Linked DNA regions of Mus musculus: regions 1, 2, 3, 4 and 6 are each linked to region 5. A link is a contact called in public promoter capture Hi-C data. All regions are on one chromosome and are shown on one strand. The core of a region is the stretch at or near the end of the contact, and the rest is flanking DNA. Distances in the headings are between cores, read along the strand shown.

Region 1 (2,785 bases), core at 139-2,638, 580 kb after region 5:
CTATTATGAATCTCTGGCTGTCCTGGAATTCACTATTTAGACCAGGCTGGCCTCGAACTTGCAGAGATCTACCTGTCTTCCCCCCATCACCCACTTGTACGAGATGCTTTTAAAGCTTCCCAACTAAATAGCTTATTCACCTTTTTTGGACCCACAGGATTTTGAGCTGCTCTTGGGGCTCTTCAAGGCACAAAATACAGGGTCAAAGCTCATTCCCACTTAATTTGAACTTAGGTTGAATTTAACACTGACAAGCTTATGTGAAGGTTTCTACTAGCCAGAATTTAGATCGAGAACCACATCAACAGTTATTAATGAAGAAGTCATTCTGATACACATATCTGGTACTGTCACGGAAGCTGGGATACCTATGGGGCACCCCATGGGGGTTTCTATGTATTTTCTTTTATAAAACTTTCTAACTTGGAAATTCTAAACATTTCCTATCCCATCTCAGTAAATGTAAGGTTTCTACTAATAGTTGAAGATAGTCTTTCTCTCTTTCCTCTCTTTAAATTCAAGTACTGATTTTGTGCCTTATACATGCCAGCTGTGCGGCCACCACTGGGAATTTAACAGTGAACAAGACATCAGCGGTTTCCTTTCCATTCTCACACCTACTTTATTGTGCTATAATTCACATACCATACAGTCCACTAAGGCGCACAATTCAATGGTTTTAGTATATACATGGAGTTGTACATCTATCACCCACCAAAAGAAACCCCATGGCAATGATGTCACTTCTAATCCCCGCCCCTGTGAAAATTTGCGGGTCAAATAAATGGCTCACATCCAAGTGTCAGGAGACAAAGCAAATCACTGTTGGTAAAGGTCAAAACTGAGACGGGTCTTCCTGGCCACCTGCACCACCAGTGCCCTCATGACACTAAGGCATCTTGTGATCAATTGGCGTGTGTGTGTGTGTGTGTGTGTGTGTGTGTGTGTGTGTGTGTGTGTGTATACAATGCTTTAAAAGACACACACAGCTTCCGGTAGCGAACCGCAGCGTGCTCCACCTGAGAACAAACAGCAAGGCACCACGTCCCGAGCCACACCCGTGCCCCAGCAGCACGCAGGAAGACACCGACTTCGCGCTGGCGCAGACTCGGCTTCCGATTGGCCAGGCCTGTCCAAGGGCCCGCCTTCCGCACGCTGTGGGCTTAGCTAACCTAGGGTCACTGTCTTCGGGAGCCGCCGCGCGGGCTGAGCACAGAAAGCAGCCTTCAGCCGGTTCTCGGCCGGAGAAGGCTACGGTCCTTTTTTGACAAGGCCAGGCCCTGGGCTGTTCTAGGGGGCTCACAAGTCATTCTTTGTCCATTCTCTGCTCAGAAGGGAGGAGCTTCGCCTGCTCCCGCCCCGGAAGCGGAAGTGCAGGCATCAGGGGGTTCTGTCCACGGTGAGCCCGGCCCGTGTTGCAGCGGTCCCTCTTGGTGGTTCTATCGCGCCCTCTTGGCTGCTAGTTGTCGCGCTCTCCATCTCACCATGCTGTCTCTAGACTTTCTAGACGATGTGCGGCGGATGAACAAGAGGCAGGTGAGACGGGCCGCCCTCTCTCTCTCTGCCAGGGTTCCTCTGGTCTCTTTGCCGTTGCGGGGCGCCCCGCGGATCTCTGGGCGGGATTGAGGGCCTGCGTGGGTCGGTTGCCTGTATGGATCATTTCTTTCTTTGCAGACTGTAGGTAGCCAAGACCTCTTTGCCCCCATTCATAGCACCAGATTCGGGGGACCGAGAGGGAAGGAGAGAACCTTTGCGATCCCTTCCCCCCGAGGAGGCAGGGGAGTAAGTGAAAACTATAGGGCGCTTTGTAAGTGGGAGTTTGGGACACTGTAAAGCGGCAGACTTAACCGTTTCTGGTGGGGCTCTGGGGAAAGCCATTACAGGTCCCACAGGAGCCGTTGTGTTGCTTTCATTGTGTAGCCACCTTTCAGCCCAGCTAGACCTCAGTGAGCTTCATCCATTTTAACTAGGGTCACTCTAAGCTCGGAGTTGAATCTGTTATACCACTTGTGTGCCAGTTTCCTTGGCAGAAAGGTGACAGTCCACTGAATCTTTGATGATAGATGTCAGTGGAACAGAAATCTTGAAACTTAAATCAGATTTTATCCTTCAGTCTTGCTGTCTTCTAGCTCATGTGTTAGAAGGTACTGAGAACACGGTCACCTTTTTGTCTCCTGAACCGAATGTTCTGGTAGCAATTGACCTTTTCCCTGCCTCCCTACCCCCCTCGTATTTTGGTATTAAGAATTGTCTCATTTAAAGATTTGGTTTATTTTGGAACAGGACTTTGTTTTGCCCTGTTTATAATTATTACATAGAAAAGTAGGTCCGTCTCTTCTTAGACATACATACAAAATTGTGAGACATTCCAGTCAGAACAGCTTTAAGGAGTAGCTGTCACTTAACTGTCTTCTGTATGGACTCCTATTTCGGTGATGGGGATCAATACCAGGGCCTTGCATTCATCACAGGCTACCAGAACCGCGCTTCTAGTTTTGAAAGACCTTATTTTTATTACTTTATTTCGAGACAGAGTCTTGCTATGTAGTCCTCCTGCCTCAGCCTCATGAGAGGTAGATTTATAGATATATGTCACAACATGGCATCACTGGCTGGTATGACTCTGCCCTGTTGCCTGGAACTCACCGTGTAGCCCAAGCTGGCTTTGAGCTGGACTCCTGCCTTCGCATCTTGAGTCAGGGTAAATAACCGTATTTTCTTTTTTAAGTTTGTTTGATTGTTTTTCAAATGTGCTGAAAATCATTCCTAGCACTAGGCAAGTGAT
Region 2 (2,700 bases), core at 81-2,580, 830 kb after region 5:
ATGTGAGTACACACACACACACACACACACACACACAAAATGAATAATGAATGAATGTAAAAAACCAACACATATAAAAACAGTTGCAGGAAATACAAAAGTTGCACATCATGTCTATAAATTCTTTTTGGTTTTGTTTTTGAGACAAGGTCATCATACAGTCTGGACTGGCTTTCTTCTCATTATGTAGCCAAGGAGGACCTTGAACTACTGATCCTGCTGCCTCTAACTCCTGACTGCTAGGATTACAGGCACTTGCCATAATGCCCAGCCTCATTTTTGTATAAATTTTAAACATAAAACTTCCTATCCCACATAGAGTAACTGGATTAATAAATCATACACAATAAAAGGAAGAACAGAATAATAAGTATATGTTAATTTTGAAAAAATGAACAGTAGTGTTAGACATCACTACCAACATAGTTACTTTTTATGGAGACAAAGAATGAGGTGGGGTTCTTTTTTTTTTTTTTTTAAATAAACTCCAAGCATATGAAGCAAAACGATTTTTAAAAAGTCTTATTGTGTATGTGTGTCTAGGTATGTGCTTGCTACAGCCTGAGTGTGGAGGCCAAAGGACAAGTCTCAGGAGTCAGTTATCTCCTTCCACATGAGTCATTTAGCTGGCCCCAAAATGCCTTTTAAATTTTATTTGCAGTGTTGGAATCAAACCCAAGGCCTAGGGCTTGTCACACAAGCGCTCTACAGCTGAACACCGTCCCCAGGCTCTGCAAAAATGTTTTGATGGTTTAATCATGAGGTGCGTGGGCGTTGTTGTTATTTTCCGTATTTCTCCTCATGTCGCTAATACGTCCTAATTCACAGAACACAGTCATGCTCAACACTCTCCAGGACATCTTGGTGTACAATTATGTTGGAAGCAGCTTCTGGGCTAAAAAGGGGGAAGCCTGACGAGGCCACTTGCTGTTTTACCAGCGAAGTTGAACGGATGGGAGAGATGGCTCAGTTAAGAGTACAAACAGCTCTTACAGAGGCAAAGACCCGTGTTTGGTTCCTAGATTAGTGTGATCTCCGTGGGTGCCTGCATGCACATATACATATGTACACATCCACACTGGGCAGTGGTACCCAGCGGCTCTCACACATTGGTGCAGCTTAACTTTACAGACGTGATATAGGTGTGAGAAGTCCCGAAGCAGGCTGGGGACCGTGGGCTCAGCCCTCGGTCGGCTCGCCGGAGGTCGAGCTCCCCGGCTGGGAGGCCGGGCTTCGGGGCCCGGAGGCCGGGCGGGCCGCGCCGAGGGCGGAGCCGCCGCGCGGGGGCGGACCTCGGCGCGCTCCCGGCCGCTCGCTGGCTCTGGGGCCGCGGCGGCTCCTCTGCCGGGTCGCGCCGGAGGACAGGTTTCGGGCGGCGGCTTGGGCGGCCTGCGGACAGACCGGGTGGGCCGAGCAGCGGAACCCCGCGCCTGCCGTGTGCCTAGCCCGCTAGCGCCGGGCGCGCGCCATGGCCGCCTCGCCCGGTTCGGGCAGCGCCAACCCGCGGAAGTTCAGTGAGAAGATCGCCCTGCACACGCAGCGGCAGGCCGAGGAGACGCGGGCCTTCGAGCAGCTCATGACCGACCTCACCCTGTCCCGGGTGAGCTCCGGGGCCGGCGCGAGCGGTGCGGGCGGGTCCGCGCGGCGGGGAAGAGGTCGCCGGGCCGAGGCGGCGGCGGCGGAGCCGGGCGGGGGCCGCGGGTGGGGAGTGGGGCCGGGGCGGCCGCGGCCTCGGCTCTGGCCGGCCTGGCGACACCGAATGCGGCTTGCTATCTCGGTGGACGGGCCTCGGTGCGTTGAGCTGGAAACGGCCGAGCCCGGGGAGGCGGGCAGCGGGGCCGGGCGGCCTAAGCGGGAGGATGACCCCGAGAGGAAATCGCACGCAGCTGCAGCTCAGAGGCCGGACCGAGGCACGCCTGGTTCGGGCGGTGCGGCTTCTCCGTGGACACCCACGGCCAGCGAGCCCTTGACTGTCGGCGTAGAAGGCCTCGGGGGCCGGAGGGTCGCACATCCTCCCCGAGGGGAAGACTTGGTGCACGCACAAGCGAATCGACGGCTGGCCCCTGAGTGGCAGGGGGCCTTGGTACCACGTTGAGATTCCGTGGCTTTCCCTCCTTCGCCTCTTGGAGGTGCTTTCCGTGGTCCGGTGCATTTGCTCAGCATCAGATATTTAGTGAGAACTGACAGGGTGCCTAGCGCAGATGGTGACTGCGGAGGGACCCAGAGGAATGAGTAAGAGCGAGTCGGAACAAACACCTGGGAGGCTAGACAACTGGAGCGGACGGCAGGGGATGGAGACGGCAGGAGTGTCTGTGTAGACTGCAGAGGGTCAACGTGAGTGGGCAGCCTTGAGGATTCTGAGTGCTGGCCTTGAAGGCACATTGTCAGATGGGGGAGGCTAGGAAGATGCTGGGGGTGGACAGCTGGAAGCAGACGTGTGAGCAGATTGCAAGCTGGTTGTTTCCCTGCTTCCCAAGGTGCAAGCGTATTCTATTTTGGCCACCATAGTGTTTGGGATTGAAAAACAAAAACAAGAAAACTAAAATCTGTTGCTAGGGTTTAAATTGGGAGTTTTTTCTTTTAACATAAATTTAACATAAACTAAACTAACATAAATGTATAGCATAAACTAAACGGACTTACTTTAAAATTAAGAGACTTGGAAACAATCTTGAGTGTTACTTCCCTCAAGTGGAGTGT
Region 3 (2,700 bases), core at 107-2,606, 650 kb before region 5:
AGGATTTCTAACATCCTGAATAGCATCACTGTCTGCCCTATGTCCCCTGCTGAGAACAGCCATCACTTAGCTTCCTTGTGGACCAGCTGTGACTTAGGGACTAGCAGTGTCTTTCCGCCTGGAATAGAAAAAAAAAAAAGATTTTTCTAAGGCCAGCTGCAATCTCAAGATCGATATGAAGGAAAAGCCTGAGTGGGACATCGCCACCGACGTGGACTTAAGATGCAATGAAGTCCACCTGGGTTTCAGCAAAACTGAGGCTGGGAAAGAAATGAGGGCAGGGCAACAATTCCGCAGGTGCTGGTGAACAGGTTTTACAACATAGGCTCTACCATTGGTGAAGAGTATAGTGTTAGAAAGCAAATTTGCTTGTGACACACACACACACACACTTTCCTGTGTCCCTGTTTCCAGATTCCTCTGCTCAGAAAGCCCTCCTTTTCCTATAACAATCCATAGACACAATCCTTTCTCAAGCTTAATCCCCAAATGCCCTGTCTTCACCTCCTGGAAGCTTCCCATGAAGCCCCCACTGAATCACCTGCCATCCTCTTCCGCGGAGGCGTGTCTAGCTCGGTTTGTTTACGTGTGTGTTTTGGGTCTCCTCATCACACTGTCTCTTTGAGAGAGCAGGAGCCTGGTGCCAACCTCGAACCAACCCAGTGAAGACGGCCGGCAAGGGAAGGACCACAGCGATGAGCCCCAACCCCTGGAAAGCCAAAACAGAGACTGCCGGGTCCCAGCCAGGGCGCAAGAAGAGCGTCCTGGGTGCGGGGGGTGGGGGTGGGGGTCCCAACGGACAGACGAGAGATTCCGGGGCAGGAGGGAGGCCTACCACGGTCTTGGTCCCAAAAGCTCTCCTCCGGGCGCACATCCCCAAGCCCACCACCTCCGATCCCTTGCCAGCCGAACTGCTCAGATTTACAACCGCCAGGGCGCAGCGGGAGACCCGAGACTCGGGGGAGGAGGCACCAACACGCGCAGCCCAGAGCGCGCGACCGCTACTCGCCCCCCGCGCCCTCCTAGCCGACCAGAAACCCAGTCCGAAGGAAGCCGATGAAGACCCCGAGTCCATGGCCCGCAACCCCTTGGGGACGCCGCCTCCAGAAACCCCTCGCGCGCGCCTCCCTACCTGGCTGGCTTTGTGGAACTGCTTCTTGAGCCCAGCCACCGACATCGCGGCGGCGCCCCGCCCGGGGGTGGTCTCGGGGCTCCGCCGGGCCACGCGGCCCGGACGCTGAGCGGAGCGGGCACCCCGGGCGGTCCCCGCGCGCCCCACGGCCACGGCCACGGCCACGGCGCTGTCACACTGGCACAGGCGCTCGCGCAGATAGCAACACCGTGTTTCGAGGCCCCAACGCAGCCCATTGGTCGAGCCTCGGCAGCATGCAAATGAAGCTTCTAGGACCGCCCACGCTTCATTGTTGCGTGGCGACCAGGAGCTCTTGAGCCAAGAAGAGGACCAGTGGAAGGGCTGGCCGTGGGATGTCCCTGGGATAAGGAGAGCCTCTCAGGACTTCTTTCGGAAGACTTGGGATACAGCTGGCTCTGTGATTGTTCTGGACGCGAGGTCTCTCTGCTCTTCAGGGACTTGGTGGAAAACCTGGTTTTACTCACTGGTAGCAAGATCTCCCCTCCCCAAACCCCATCCCTGAGAGCTTTAGATAGACGTGTGTTGTGAGGAAGGGACGCTGGGATGTGTTCTCAAGGAGAGAAGAAACACTAGAGGAACCGGGAACTGTAGTTAGACGGAGAAACCTGCTTGTGAGAAGTTACTTGTGTTCTTAGCCAGTCTGCCGGAGCGGTTTGGGGCTCCCTGGGAGAGAGTTATGTGAGCTGAGCCTCTTCTTACCAGGCACACCAAGAGCCAGTCTACAACATACCAAAAACAGGACCTTCCGTTCCACTACTTACCAGAGAATTGTTCAGACTGGTCTCCAGGAGAGTCCTTTATACAAGATCCTTTCCACGGGGTCTAGAGGTCCTCACTGAACAGAACCCAGTCACAGAAAAGGAGCTTTGCATTAATTCGTGTGCCACCAACACGTCTACTATTTTCCCTGAATCTGACCTTTCAAAGGCCCCGTGGCTCCTAATGTCTTCAATCCATTTCAGCAATGCTTCACACCGACACGAACACTGTGCAACTTTCAGTCTCTACCTAAAAGAAATGACATTCTGTGGACGCTTCCCGGCGTCACCGGGTCTGGGATCATCAACACTCCTGTCGTCCTGAGCACTTGCAGTTCACACCTGTATCCGGGCTTCTATTTGGCTCTGGCATGTCTCCAGAAGCCTCAGCGCCTGCCTCCCAGGCCTGCCTGACTCCTCAGAGCTTCACCCTAGTGTGACAGGGTGAACACCTACAGCTCTCTATGCCTAGGTTTGCTCACAATGACTAGGAAAGTGTGGTGTCAACAGTGCCCTGCCTCTGATATGGGAGAAGATGTGGCCATCTTAACAAGCATGAGTGGTGGGACAAGGTTACTAAATGTGACTCAACACTCTTTGTCCTAGTTAGCCAAGGGCTTACTGACACCAGACAGAGGTAGGTGGTGTGACAGTGGTGACCACAGCAAAATGCCCAGTCTCCTCTGCTATCCCATCCCCACTAAAGGTTTAGGGGAAGATGGTCTCCCTTGTCCTGGACTAGTCTGTGGCTGGGTAGGAGATGTTCAGCTGCTGACCTCTGTGCCCAAT
Region 4 (2,700 bases), core at 155-2,654, 990 kb after region 5:
GTTTAGCACAAATGCAATATATAGAACTTGCATATTGTATTTTGGATCTCTAGGTATTTTCACTATATGTGTCCTCTAACCCACAACTCTCCACCAGTTTTCTCTAGATATGAATATTTAAATTTTATAAAGATCCCACATATAAGATCATGCAATAATAATTTACTGTGTCTGGCTTATTTCACTTAGCATAATGTCCCTAAATGGAAAGATCTGGTTCTTTTTACCAGGCTAATTACTATTCTGATGTGCATTTCCCGTCTTTCTCCTGACAGCTTATTTTCATATCTTGGCTATTGTGGATTATGCAGCAATGAACAAGGGAAAGCTGATAGCTTTAGGAAGTTATTTATTAATTTTCTTTGGGTATATGTCAGAGGAGATGTTTCTGGGTCATGAGGTAACTTTTAGTATCTTTCAAATCCTTTGTACTGTTTTCCATATTGTTGTAACAGTTTGAATTTACTCCTTAAAAGAGGGAAAGGGTCCGGCAGTGGTGGCATACGCCTTTGATCCCAGCACTTGGGAGGCAGAGGCAGGTGGATTTCTGAGTTGGAGGCCAGCCTGGTCTACAGAGTGAGTTCCAGGACAGCCAAGGCTATACAGAGAAACCCTGTCTCAAAAAACCAAAATAAATAAATAAATAAATAAATAAATAAATAAAATAAAAAGAGGGTAAGGACAGATGACAGGGTTGGAAGAGAAAAAAATTAACAAGAGCCCACTTTGGTGGAATATGTAATCCTAGTATTTGGGAAGTGTAAGTAGGTGGATCGGGAGTTCAAGGTCAGCTTCTCCTACACAATTTGGTGGAGGTTTGAGGCCAACCTGGGCTATGTAAGGTCCGGTCTCAAAAAAACTAAAAGTTACAAAAATAGAAGATCAGGCATCACCGGGCTGCATTCATGGTGGAAGCTACCCACTAGAACTGAAGCTTCACCCTCGGCATCTGCATGCCAGCTGAAGTATCTGAGCTTGCGACCGATTAATGACAGTCAGCAGTGGAAGAACCGCCGAAGTTTCACAAGAATAGAGGGTGAGATCCAAAAGAAGAGGCCCACAGACGCTTCGCCTGATTTACCGGAACTAGCAAGCCTCGGCTGTCTTCAAACATCACAAAATCTCTACCATGCCACAGACTGGGCTTCAGGCGCCTTTCCCTACACTAGGAAAACAAAAAACAAAAAACAAAACAAAGCCTTACTACGCCGGAAGCCAGGTAGTTTGCCATAATCACCTGACCGGTCAGCTGCATTCGGATTGGGCTTTAGTAGTACGTGCTCGGGGGATACCGCCCCAGCAGCTCTAGGGGCGGGGCCAGGAGCCAGAGGCCACGGTATTGGTTAGATCCTTCAGGGATTACCCAATCAGAATCATCCTTCTTGCCGCGCAGAGCGTGCGGCGCGGGGCGCAGGAGGGCCGTGTCGGCGCGCGGAGTTTGGATGGTGGTTCCGCCCGGCGCGACGTAAGCCTGAGTGAGGTGAGTTCGGCGCGCGCTGGGTTGCGGTGGCTCCGCCGACTAACAGAGCCCGAGGCCTTGGCCATTTCACCAGTCATCCGTCCCAGGTTCTCCGAGCCTCGCTTGTGGCGAGAAGCCCAGACCGGAGTAGAGACCTGGTGACCCAGAAAAGGCCATGTCAGGCGGCCGAGGCTCGAGTCTCACTGTCCACACTTTCCTTAAGGCCTTGATTGTCATACGCGAGAAATTAGCTCATCTGCTTCCCGTAGTTTGTGTAGTGCTGCAACGACCCCTCGTAGCAATGCATGCTTTCGAGACGCCAGAAGAGGTGGAGGTGCCCTGTTTTTAATCGGAGAAGCAGGAGCTCAGACCTCGTTTGCCGAAAGGGCGCGCGGGCTTGGATGCCAGATGAGGTTTGAATAGGACCTGCCCAGCTCTGAAGCCTATCTCACTGCCCCAGGCTTCCTCCCAGTCCCTCTTAACTGTCATAGGTTACCGGGTGAGGGTGACTGAGATGAACCTGCCATCTTCCGGTGTCGCCTTTAAATACACAGCTCTCCTACCTCAGCAAGGGGTAGGGGTGGGAAAGACTGATCGAGAGATGACAAGATGGAGGAGAAGGAGAGAGGCAGACGCCTGGGGAGTAATACATTTAATTGAGCTTGGAAGGAACTTGTCTCAGCCATCCAGTGCTGAGTTGACGTCACACCGTCTCAGCCATCCAGTGCTGAGTTGACGTCACACCGGCTTGAGTCAACATTTTGTTAGCCTGACTGCTATTCTGTTTGGATGTCACTTTAACTTTGCTTGGATGAAGTGGGATTTTTAGGTTCCCAAGATAGGGATTTAGTACCAGTTTGTTTGTTTTGGATCTTGTAGTCCCGTCTGGCCTCAAACTTGTAGAGCTGAGGGTGACTTTGGACTCCATGATCTTTTCAGCCTCAACCTCTCAAGTGCTTGAGTTACAGACCCATGTCACCATCCCTGTTATTTAAAGTGTATATACTGTGAAATATGTACTTCTGCAAAAGAGACTCACAGATTTCTCTGTGTAGCCCACTGTAGACCAGGCTGGCCTCGAACCCTGATTCCACTGCCTTTCCCTCCTGAGTGCTGGAATTAAAGGCAATGGCTGCCACTGCTGGACAGAATGTAGCATCTTAAACTTGGTTGAGGGACATGCTCTATTTTCTAAATTTTTACCTTTTGTCAGGAATGGAGATAGGAGTATGTTCTTGTCC
Region 5 (2,770 bases), core at 49-2,548:
CAGGGTTTTCTATGCAATAACAGGCAATAGGTAAGGAAGATTCCCATGTTTGCCTTCTGTTGCTACACAGTACACCGGGAACGGCAGACACGGCAAACTCATCTCCATCGAGAGCAGCACTTCTCAACCTTCCCAATGCTGTGACTTTAATACCCTCATGTTGTGGTGACCCCAACATACAATTATTTTTGTTGCTACTTCATAACTGTAATTTTGCTACTGTTTTGAATTGTAATGTAATGTCTGTATTTCCAGTGGTCTTAGGTGACCCCTTAGGTGAAAGGGTCATTTGATCCCAAAGGGGTTGTGACCCACGGTTGTGACCCACTGATCTACAGGGTCAAACATGTTGATGGCTGACGAATGACTTTCCTTTGGTGGACTCACACCTTATCTAAGCTTTATATATATGTATGTTCGTGTCTTTGTGAGTGAATGACATATGTGTGTGGTGCTCAAGGAGGCCAGAATAGTGTGTTGGACTCCTTGGGTCCTGAGGTACAAGTGATTTGATATAGGTGCTGGGAACCAAACTCAGAGCCTCTGGAAGTGCCACAAATGCTCTTAACTACTAAGCCATCAGGCTAGTATCTAAGTGCACCTCACTACTGTCTTCACTCCTTCAATTTTCCAACCTCCTACCCATCCACGCACACCATCAGAAAGCAATATAAAAACTCCTTTGTACAAGAATTCTATGGGATTTTAGAATCTGTCCTCAACAAACCATGCAACTTTCCACCGCCTCCTTGCTGCCCTTTTCTAACATTAAATGCCTTTGCTGACACATTCAAGAAACTTAAAAATCACCCACTGCGTGTGCATGTGCTCACGGGCGCTAAAATTACTGCAACAGGTGATTCCTCCCTCAGGCAAGAGTCATCGATTCGGAATGCCTGGATTTACAGAGCCAATATTCAACAGCTCTGTGCATGTGAATATGTGTTTGTATGTGTGCATGTATGTACGTACGTATGTGTGTGTGCTTAATTTAACTTCAGTCTGTGTGACCGCGTATTTCTCCTTCCATATCTACCCACCATTCCGTGGGCTAGCAACCCTCTTTGAAAAAGATGGAGAAAAAACAAACACAGAGAAGGAAGATCGATAGCCGGGCAGCTTACCCATCTCTTCTCCCATTCCTGGGACGCCTGCCACGTCAGCCACTTACCTGGACACCATAGTCACCCGCCGCACAAGGTGGCCAAATACTGGGTCAACTTGGCGAGACAAAAGCCGCTAGCATCAGGTGTCAGGCTCTCGGTCATAATTTCTCCCTCCTTCCGGTGGAAAATGAGTCCACTTCCGGCTTCTTAGCCGTAGGGAGGAAGTTCCACGTCAGGCACCGCGCGGCGCGGCTGGGCTTGGCTCTTCCCAGTGCGCATGCTCAGAGCGAGTCCTCTGCTGCTTAGCGTCTAGCTGCGTGGCGTCTGGATCGTGGGAGACTCGGGGGCCGGCTTGTAGCTCCTGGGTGGGTGTGGAGAGCTGCCGCATTGTTTTGAGTATGCTATTCTCTGCTCCCCTGGCAGGCGGCATCCTGGGGACTGAAGTACGCCGTCCCGCCCCTGCGACACTCCTCTGCGTTCTTGTGCTACCCAGCCCTGGCTGTTAAGCTTCTCAGTGTTCTTCATTCTTGCCACCCTGCTTATAGAGAGCAAAGCGTGCACTGCACCTCAGTAACCTTTACTCAGTCGCTCTCTTGACTCCCCCTGGTTGCAAGCCCATGCATATTCATCCAGGAAAGGACCAAGAGCTTCCTAGCCTTGATCATGGGTCTAGGAAGATAAGTAAAATCACTTTTGGATAAATTTCCTGAGGATAGACCTCAAATGTTGAGAGACTAAAACAAAAGACATTTGACATTTGCGCCTTGGTAGAGGTAGGCTTCCTCTGTCATTTTGAATATGATATCTTTGCCTTACTTAGTTTCTGGTGATCGCTAAAAATCCTGTGTGTGCTTTGACTTGAGGCAGCATGGCCCTACTCTGTTGTCAAACTTTGTTCTCCTTATTTCTGCTTATTGCTGTGTTTTACAAGGACATCCATCCTGTTGGATTAAAAAGCCCAGCTTATTCCAGTTCACATTGTGAGGCTGCAGAAAAGACTTAAGATTTCAGGGGCGGCAATTACTGAGCACCCTAGTAAGCTGCCAGAGTTCTCCAGGAATGTGCAAACCAAATGCTAAAGTAAACTAAAAGTAAGCAGGTTTAGAACAATGAGTTCAGAGTTCATTTGGATGCTGCGAGTTTGAGGTCAGAATTTGAAGCAAAAAGAACAAAATAAGAAACATAGGTGTAATGAAAGGACCTTACATGCAGTCCAAACATACAAGGCTTTTGGATTTAATATACAAAATCAGGAGCAAAAATGTTACCTTGTTTATCAGCTTGAGCCAAATCTACTTCATTTCTCTTACTCATTTAAGATGTAACTTTTCTGGGCATGGTAGCACACTACTTTAATACCAGCCTTCAGGGTTCAACACCAGACTGGTCTACGTGGAGAGTTCCAAGCCAGCCAGAGCTATACAGTGAGAAGCAGAAAGGAGAAGGAGGAGGAAGGAAGGAAGGACGGACAGAGAGCCAGGGCTACAGAGTGAGACCATTACACTCACTTTCTAGGCTTGGCCTGTGCTTTTCTCACCCTGGCATAGGTACACACGGGCATAGGCACACACTGGGCATAGGCACACACTGGGCACAGGCACACACTGGCTCCTTTGCCTGGTACAGGGCATCAAGTTGCACATACTTTACTTGCCTGATTTGCT
Region 6 (2,700 bases), core at 200-2,699, 530 kb after region 5:
ATCTCCCACACTAAAGTGGAGGTATCTTTCTGGTTGACACAGTATCTCCAAAACCTAGTTCTGTCATGGCGCATACTACAAATACTCAGAAAAAAAAATGTTTTCAGTTAGGCATGGTTGCCTGAAGTCCCAACTACGGGGGAGGTTTAAGACCGGAGCTTGGTGGCCAACCTGGTTAAAAGTGGAGATGGGGGGAGGGGTAATGAACCAAAGCCATCTTCAGTGGAGCTGTAGAAATGGTCCAAAAAAAAAAAAAAAAAAAAAAAAGCACCAGGCTCCTTTCTCTTTCCCACTGTAATGTACCTGTCAGTTTAGCAAATAGACTTCTGAAGTCCCACTCAGCACCCATCAGGCCAAGCACATTGTGTGCTCAGCCGGTGTACACCTGACACAATCACACTCTAGCTCCTACACGAGCACAGGCCACGGGCAAACCCTGGTCCAAACCCATTTTACCCACCCGAATCCCACTCTCCTAAAGCAGAAACTATCTAGGCTTGTCCTGGCTACAAAGCATGCTCCCTGGGTGGGCCTGTAGGTTGTTTCAACCCTGGACTTTTAATGTCACCTCTGGTCTGCTCGTAAAAATAGTTAAAAAAAAAAAAAAATACCTGACCACCTCCAATAATCTTAGGTTCTCAAGAGCAGGCATACCTAAGGTCATACGGACCCCTCCCCCTCACAAAAGCTGCTTCAAGGCCAGGAGGCCATCTGTCCAGCAGACGCTCTCCTGTCCTCCCCCTCCCCGGGTCACACGGAGCCTTTCCCCACTAGCCCCTCGGTTGGCAGGAAGAGACCCCGCAGAGAAATCAGTTCAAGCCTGATCAACAGGCCTGGTCACCCCCCCCTAAGCACCCCAACTCTGGAGGAGGAAGACTTGTCTGCCCCGGGAGAAGGAACCCCCGGGGTCAGAACTTGGGCGAGGCTGAGGGGGAGACTGAGGGGCGCCGAGGAGGGCCGATGTTCTAAGTGTCTGCCCAGTGACGGCGCCAGGTCCTCGCGCGGCGGGGACCGTGGAGCTGACAGGGCGTCCCAGCCTGGTGAAGTGCACCGTTATCCCTGCCTGGGCCGGGGGCTCGGCGGGCGGCCGCCTGTCGCGCGCGGGACGACAGCGGAGTGCCCGGGCCGCCCCGATCGGCGGGCGGCGGCGGCGGAAGGGGTCCGGGCCGGGGGCGGGGTAGGGTGGTGGCCAGGGCCCGCCTGGCGGCGATCGGGGGAAGTGGCTGCCGCCTGGGGCGGCGGGCAGGGTCCACCAGGCTGCAGGGCCGGGCCGCGGCGCGGGCAGAGCCCGCTCCTCTCAGACTCCCCTGCCCGAGCTGGAGCGGCCCGGATGGTGGCCTCGCCCCGTCCAGGCGGCGGGGGGCGCTTACCTGGCGGCGGCGGCGGCGGCGGCAGCGACAGGCCCCGGGCTCGGCCGCGCGCGTCCCCAGCGCCGGCTGCGGGAGCCACAACATGGCGACGGCGGTGGCGGGCGGGGCTGCGGCTCCGGGGGCGGAGCGGGGGCGGGAGCCGGGCTGGCGGCGGGACCTGGCTGAGGCCGCGGGTGGGAAGGGCGGGCGGAAGGCGACTCGGGCCTGGGCACCGGCCAGGGCGGTGCGGCTATAGAGCTGCCCCGGCCCGGCCCGGCCCGGCCTGGCCTGGCCCGGCCCCGCGCCTTCCGCCTCCCTCCCGCCTCAGGCTGGTGCGACCCTGGCTACGCTGACTCCGGGGAGGGGCGGGGCGAGGACGGCGCAGGCAGGACCGGGACTCCGACCTGGGCTGGCTCCCGCCGCCCTTGGCGCGGCCTCTCCCGGCCACCTGGGCCCGGGAAGCTCGGACGCGCCTCTGAGGCCTCGGTGCGGCCCAGGCCGCCTGCCGGAGGGACGCGTTGTACCTTCGCGGCTATGGGCCGACCGGACGCCGAGCGCCTCAAGAGCTCGGAAGAAGTCGTCTTCGCGGAGAGCTGGGCGAGTCGGGCCTAGGCAGCACTGCTAAGTGAAAGGAAGCAGGAGGGCAGTGGGCCTGGGCACTCAGGTGCGCCTTAAATGGCTACTCGTCGCAGGATGGAAGGACATGCTTGCGGGCGCGGGGCGCTCAGACGTGTTACCTCTGGGGGAGCCAAGGGACGCTCGGAGAGTGGAATGGAGGTGGAGGGGTTGGGGTGGAGGGAGCTGATAACCTCTCAGGGTGGACTGGCAATTCGCAGGCTCACCAGGGAGGCTGTGACTCCAGGGCAAGAACTCGGAGAGGCGGCCGACAAAAAAATTACCAAGTTGACCCGCAGGACTTTCCAAGAACCTGGAGTCCCTTGGGGACGCGATAGTAAGGCAGCAGGGTCGGACGGTGGGAACTGGCAGGCCAGTTCTGGTGCCAGGCAGGATTGCTAAGCATGAGCAAATTCCTCCCGAAGAAACCAGGAAAAAGCCCACACTTGGCAAAAGGGCCAGAGCTGACATTCAGCTGAGTCTGCTGTGTGCCAGGACCCGACAGAACCCAACACCTGCATGAGGAGTGCGGTAGTGATGAAGGAGTGAAGGCAGTTACGAGAAATTATTCTTTCCAGAAGTTTGGCAGGGAGAGGAAGGGAAAACTAGCCTCCATCTTAAGAAGGAGTAAAAAGAAAGGTTTGTTTCATTTGTTCCAGTTTGAGAGAGAGCGAGAGCTCAAGGAGCCAAAGACAGAGTCATTTATAGTTTATATCCCAGAAAGATGGGAAATGGG

The links. Promoter capture Hi-C pulls out the DNA fragments that hold promoters and counts their contacts.
Region 1: a contact with region 5 is called in a promoter capture Hi-C map of stem cell-derived epiblast-like cells, with 4 times the contacts expected there. The contact joins the promoter of Sec11a here to the promoter of 2900076A07Rik in region 5. A contact is called at or near these places in 10 of 39 promoter capture datasets (the 3T3-L1 cell line, 3T3-L1-derived adipocytes, cranial neural crest and 5 more).
Region 2: a contact with region 5 is called in a promoter capture Hi-C map of hippocampal neurons, with 3 times the contacts expected there. The contact joins the promoter of Crtc3 here to the promoter of 2900076A07Rik in region 5. A contact is called at or near these places in 3 of 39 promoter capture datasets (hippocampal neurons, liver and pre-B cells).
Region 3: a promoter capture Hi-C map of pre-B cells shows a contact between it and region 5, with 2.2 times the contacts expected there. The contact joins the promoter of Sh3gl3 here to the promoter of 2900076A07Rik in region 5. A contact is called at or near these places in 3 of 39 promoter capture datasets (the 3T3-L1 cell line, hippocampal neurons and pre-B cells), 1 of 115 datasets of contacts at active chromatin or transcription factors (astrocytes) and 2 of 9 other capture datasets (adipose tissue and liver).
Region 4: a contact with region 5 is called in a promoter capture Hi-C map of pre-B cells, with 5 times the contacts expected there. The contact joins the promoter of Blm here to the promoter of 2900076A07Rik in region 5. A contact is called at or near these places in 3 of 39 promoter capture datasets (liver and pre-B cells).
Region 6: a contact with region 5 is called in a promoter capture Hi-C map of hippocampal neurons, with 2.5 times the contacts expected there. The contact joins the promoter of Zfp592 here to the promoter of 2900076A07Rik in region 5. A contact is called at or near these places in 1 of 39 promoter capture datasets (hippocampal neurons), 1 of 115 datasets of contacts at active chromatin or transcription factors (embryonic midbrain) and 1 of 9 other capture datasets (pancreatic islet).

What each region holds. Positions count from the first base shown.
Region 1 is chr7:80,946,153-80,948,937 of GRCm38.p6, reverse strand. Sec11a (SEC11 homolog A, signal peptidase complex subunit) reads left to right here and starts at 1,388. Exons shown (of 6, transcript NM_019951.1): 1 at 1,388-1,536. The coding sequence starts at 1,486.
Region 2 is chr7:80,687,507-80,690,206 of GRCm38.p6, reverse strand. Crtc3 (CREB regulated transcription coactivator 3) reads left to right here and starts at 1,330. Exons shown (of 15, transcript NM_173863.2): 1 at 1,330-1,600. The coding sequence starts at 1,469.
Region 3 is chr7:82,173,452-82,176,151 of GRCm38.p6, reverse strand. Sh3gl3 (SH3-domain GRB2-like 3) reads right to left here and starts at 1,356. Exons shown (of 9, transcript NM_017400.7): 1 at 1,133-1,356. The coding sequence starts at 1,177.
Region 4 is chr7:80,533,823-80,536,522 of GRCm38.p6, reverse strand. It overlaps Blm (Bloom syndrome, RecQ like helicase), which reads left to right and starts at 1,404. Exons shown (of 22, transcript NM_001042527.2): 1 at 1,404-1,480.
Region 5 is chr7:81,522,078-81,524,847 of GRCm38.p6, reverse strand. 2900076A07Rik (RIKEN cDNA 2900076A07 gene) reads right to left here and starts at 1,298. Exons shown (of 4, transcript NR_160675.1): 1 at 1,172-1,298.
Region 6 is chr7:80,992,433-80,995,132 of GRCm38.p6, reverse strand. Zfp592 (zinc finger protein 592) reads right to left here and starts at 1,449. Exons shown (of 10, transcript NM_178707.4): 1 at 1,371-1,449.